Regions from separate parts of the Gossypium raimondii genome. Here region 1 is linked to region 2. A link is a contact called in public Hi-C data. All regions are on one chromosome and are shown on one strand. Each heading gives the region's core, a stretch centred on a gene start, on an enhancer-like site or on the middle of the called end of the contact. The rest is flanking DNA. Distances are from core to core; before and after follow the strand shown.

Region 1 (2,808 bases), core at 94-2,593, 150 kb after region 2:
AAAGAGGGAAATATGGGTTGATTTTAAATTTTGGTTTATTTGCCTCTTACAAGCTCAAAATTTAGACCTTTTTACAAATCAGTCCACTTTCCAAAGTAAAGGTCCTTTTAACATCTTTTTCAAAATCTGATTTAATTTTCTAAAAGCTATAGTCAAAAATATTTTCGATTACCATGCTTACAAAATTCTCGAGAACACTAAAACTAATATTCGAATATAACCCTAAAACTCCTAAGCCCAATTTTGGGGTGTTACAGTAAAACTTGTAGAAGAATTGGTTCTCCTAAGGGAAGGAAATATCTTTTTGTTTTTGAATTTCTTATAAGGGTTCTACTATCAAAATTTCTAAATTACTAAAATTGCCTACAAGGATACATTTTCCTAAACGTGCCTAACTCATGGCTACTTGGATTGTGTATCAATACTTAACAAAAATAATAATATTTTAATAAAGATAGTTAAACTAGAACTCGAAAATATTGAAAACAAATTTGAAGATCTCCAAAACTTATAGTTATATGTTCCTCCTTGGCTTTGATGCCAAACGAGTCTCGAGGATTTGAGGATGGATGGAAGTAAAGTTTCACTAAAAATAAAAATTTTCAACATTTAATATTTTGAATGTGTTTGATAATCATTTTAATTTTTTACTTAATATAAAATTTTCAATAAAAAAAAGTGAGCAATAAGATAAGTAGGTAGGTTGCTACTTATCACTTAATGGAGAAAATATTAAGTTGATTTTATTTTATTAAAAATTAAAATAAATTATCTTTTTTTTAAAATGAGATATTCAAATTACCATATGTATCTTTTATCCAAAACTCTCCAAAATAAAATAAAATAAAATATTATATTAATAAGATTAAATTTAAAAAATGAATAATCTTTTAAAATCAATCCTTCCTTTTACTAAACAACATAATTATATTCAATAATTATATTTAGTAATTTATCAAACAATTTTCTAATATAAATTCAACACTTATAAAATTTAGCAATAAAAATTCAGTACTTAATTTTTCAGTACTTAAATTTTAGTTTATCAAACACACCTTTAGTTAATATTTTAATTTTTTATAGATATATTTGTAATTTTTATAAAATAATTCTTTTTACAAATTCATAATTTAATTTGTTTTATGTGGGCCTTGCAAGAATGAAAATGATAATACAAAAAGAAGTGGATGGCCCGTTTGAATTTGGATATTGAAGAGACTGACTAAGATCTAGAAATACGGCTCAGCCCACTCAAAATCAAGAGAAATATTTTTGTTTGACATTTATACCCCTGAGGCGTTTCCCGCCAAAACTGAAAGGAAAGAACCCCTGGACTGGAAACTGGAATGTAGAAACTGGCTCACAAAAAATACCCATAAACCCTAAAAACGGCATAAAAATTCCTCTAAAATCTATCAAAACGATCGAAATCAAAATCAATGGCTCCTTCGTTAAATGACGATTCGCCTCCTTCAACCATTGACGAAGCCTTCACCGAAAATAATCTCCAGGTTCCTTTCCCTGTGATTGTTTTTTTTTTAAATAAAAAAATGTTTTTGTTTCATTTCCAAAAAAAATTAATCACACTTTATACGTTTTTCTGCTTGGTTCTCAGAAAAATTCTTCGTTGTAAATTTATTTTAAAAAAATGCATGTCATATGGTTCATGGTTAAAGTACTTATTTAGTTAACTTTGAAGATGTTGAGGTTTTGAATAGATTTTTATTCATTATATTTCCCCAAAAAAACATGGCAGCCGTTTGTTGTTCTTCAAAAAGGATCATCTCGGAAATCAGATAGAAAATCATCAGGAACTGGAAGAACAAGGAGAACCGATTTGTCTTCAGCATCACCAAAGAATTCTGCGAATATCGAAGACGAAAAGGAAGATGAAAACATGAACTTGAGAATGGAAGCCTTTGAATTTGTTTGGTCAAAAATTGAATCAACCATTAAAGTAGGTAAAAATCCTAGTTTATTTATTCCTTACGCTTTTACTTTTCCCTTTTAAAAATTGTATAGCTTTGCAGGATGTTTTGAGAGATATTAATATGAACGTGTTTAGCGAGATACAAACTTGGGTGCATCAATCTTTTGACACAATCAGATCACTTGGGACTCCCGAGTTTCCTGAAGCTACTCAATCATTCCCTATTATAACTGATGCTAATTCTAAAAGGCTATTTACTGGGCTTGTTCTTACCAGTAAGTTTTATGCTTCCTACTTTAGTTTAATGTTTGGTTGGAGTTGTTGCCCTTACCTTGTTTAACTGAAATTCTTTGGTCTATCTCGTTGGGTGCATGATGCATGCTATAAATATATCGTTTACAAAAGCTATTCTTTATGGTGTATGATGGTTGACAGAGAATATGGAGTTTGTTGATGATCTACTGACTTTTGAAGAACTTGGGAAACACTTGAAATATCAAGGATGCCATGTTGCTAACCTTTCCTCACTTGACTTTACTGCCAAAAATGGGGTTGGTGGTTGCCTAAGAAGTTTATTAAGACAGTTTTTAATGTCTTCTTTGGATGTAAGTACTGGTAACAGCTCTCTTTGACTGTTGAACGATAATTTACTTGCAGTTTGTAACTTGAGCTTGTTCCTTATTTCCCTTTTTGTTTGAGCAGCCAGCTGACATATCAATCTTAGCATCATGGTACAGAGAAGAAAACTGCAATAATCCAGTGGTTGTGATTATTGATGACATCGAGCGTTGTTGTGGGTCTGTCTTGTCTGATTTCATCCTTATGTTAAGGTATTATAGCACATCCTCTCATTCTTTTTCAACCTGAAAGTCCTAAAC
Region 2 (2,900 bases), core at 398-2,897:
AGCATGTCAATATTTACTTAATTTTAAAATTTTAAAATTAAAAAAATTATAAAAACTTTTTAAAAATTAAAAAACATTAAAATTTTAAAAAATATATTTTAAAAATTTTAAAAAGTAAATTAAATTTTGACATGTCATCTAGGTGGCAATCCATGTATATGCCACGTCAGCAAAGTAAACGAACATTAACTTTTCCATCAATTTTGGAGTGATTTGACAAAAATACAAACTCAAGAGTTAAAAGAGACAAAAAATTACATGGAGGGATTAAATAACTTTTTTGTAAAGTTGTAGGGCTAAAAAACTCATTATGCCAATTAAAATTAAAGTAAACTACATCCAATGTCAGTAAACTATTAATAAGTTGATGTTTTGGTCACTTAACTTCAGTAAGTTACAAAAAGATCATTGGATATTTAGAATTTTTATTTAATTTACTGAACTATTCAAAAGTTTTTATTTAAGTCTTTAGGTTGTTAATTTTTTTTAAAGTCTCTAAACTATTAAAAAGTTTGGCTAGTGAGCTCTAATTGACAATTCGATGATTGGTAAGGTGGATCAATATTCATTGATAAGTAGAAAAACATATTTTAAATCTAAGTTGATTCGATGTCAATTTCGAAAATAAAAGAAGATAAATTTATGGATCTTAGTTTGTAGAATCACGACGTTGAAAATTGTTTCATGAAAAAAATAAACTATAGAAAAGAAGGGAAATGAGAACTTTCAATTGGTGTAAATAATGTGAATAGAAAAGACCATACAATATCAATTTTAATAGTATAATAATTTAAATAAAATTATATAATAATTTATTGATAATTTTATTATTTTTAAAGTTGAATGATGAAATTAATCTTATAAAATATATTAACACCGGTTTACTTTTTACACATTTAAAACTATAGTGGGTCCTATCCTATTAAAAACCCACGTCCGGACGCTAGAAAGATCTCGGTGTTTTATTAAGGTTTTACAGAATTATAAAGCTAAAAAAACAAAAACAAAAAAAACTACTCCTGAAGAGTAAAAGAAATATATATATATATATATATATATATATCTATACATGTATAAATAAAAACTAATTTTTATATAGCGTGTAAATTTTTTAGATTTCATATGCACCTAAATAAGTTAACACTTATTTTTATTTTATCTGTACATATATTTTTAATTTTACAAGTAAAACTTAAAAATCAAATATATCTTAAATTATATATTATTTGTTACTAAATAATAGTTTTCTTAGATATTTAAAAATGATCTACAAAAATGTGACAGTTAATTTATCAAATAATAATTTTGCAATGTTAAATGGTTCTTTCTCTTTATCCACATTTGACTGGTTACCGAAAGCTGTCTCACACATCACTTCATCTTAAGACAACACAACCTCTTCCCAACAACAACAAACAACATCTATGGTTCAGACACCCCTTGTCCTTTTTTAGGAACTCTCCCCCTTTATTACCATTAATTTATCCAATCAAATTAAACTAATTAACCCACACTTAGCTAATTAAATTCAAGTATTTATTAGTCTAACCATTGACTCAATTAAGCCATAATTAACCCTAACATCATTGTTACGAGAAAAAGGGCTTTTGTCTTCCCCATTAAAGATGGGACTAAACTTATATTCAAAAAAAAAAAGAAAAAAGAAAAAACGAAAAAAAGATGGGACTAAACTTGGGCTTTGGGGATTCCTTCCCAGGCACTCCCTTCCCTTTTCTCCTTAACACATAACAAAGCAAAGCAAATCAGATATATATGTTAGATAGAGACTTTGTGACATAGTAATAGAAGGAACAAGAAATATGTTGGAAGATAGAGGTTCTTGTTGATCTATGTCCCCAAGTTTTTCTACTTCCTAGTCCTAAAAACATGTTACAGTTTGTGGGTTTAAAAGGCTTTTGAAGTTACAACAAGTGGGTTACCTTCTAGGAATAAAGAAGGAAAAAGTGAGCATAGCGAGTTCTTTTTTTCTCTTACTATTGATATATTTATAAATACAAGTTTCTTGGGTAGCGTTGGAGATGAATAGTGGCGGTGGAGGTGGCGGTGGTGGCGTTGGGGGAGGAGGGGCTGGGAGTGGTGGTGGGGGGATGATGGCAATAAGGACATCACCATTTACAGTGTCACAATGGCAAGAACTGGAACATCAAGCTTTGATCTTTAAGTATATGATGGCAGGTTTGCCTGTGCCACCTGATCTTGTGCTCCCTATTCAGAAGAGCTTTGAGTCCATTTCTCATAGGTTCTTTCACCACCCAACCAGTAAGCCCAACATGATTTTCTTTCATCTTTTATTTTTATTTTTTATCTCCCCTTCTCTTTTATCTCCCCTTTTTTTTATTATTCTTTTCTAAACCTTTGATGTTGTGAATTTTTTTTTGTCCTCTGGGTGTGTTTGTTTTGATTTGAGGAATCTTGTTCAGTATGCTGGTGTTTTCTTGTAAAAAAAACGGATCTTTTTTTTTTCTATATTGATCTCTTTATTTTGAAAACCATAATCAATTTTTTTTTTTCTGATTTGAACCATAACCAGATTTTTAATAAAATTGGGGTTGAAATTGCTTCATACTTTTTTTTACGACTAAAAAATAAATAAATAAAAAGAGTGCTCATTTGCAAGAGATGGTTTCCCCCTTTTTAATGGGTTTTAAGATAAAAGATTTTGATATGGTTGGTTGAGTGGATATTTAATTTTTCAATGATGCTTTTTACTTCCAGTGGGATAGGTTGGGAAACATTCCTTAAATTAATGGACTTTGAAGAGCTGTTGGGTTTTGGGGATAATCTCTTTACTTGCTCATTAAAATCACATTTCTAGGACAAAGATTAGTCGTTTTCGCTTTTGTCCTCAATTTTCTTACATACAAGTTTTAAAAGAAAAA

What was found. A called contact is a pair of places that touch in the nucleus more often than the background predicts.
Region 1: a contact with region 2 is called in a Hi-C map of leaf, with 3 times the contacts expected there. The contact joins the promoter of LOC105787985 here to the promoter of LOC105787984 in region 2. A contact is called at or near these places in 2 of 2 Hi-C or Micro-C datasets (both in leaf).

The regions. Positions count from the first base shown.
Region 1 is chr2:9,723,265-9,726,072 of ASM2569854v1, forward strand. LOC105787985 (origin of replication complex subunit 3) reads left to right here and starts at 1,344. Exons shown (of 18, transcript XM_052625715.1): 1 at 1,344-1,511; 2 at 1,757-1,957; 3 at 2,031-2,205; 4 at 2,366-2,535; 5 at 2,633-2,760. The coding sequence starts at 1,440.
Region 2 is chr2:9,571,922-9,574,821 of ASM2569854v1, forward strand. It overlaps LOC105787984 (growth-regulating factor 4), which reads left to right and starts at 1,648. Exons shown (of 3, transcript XM_052625708.1): 1 at 1,648-2,280. The coding sequence starts at 2,040.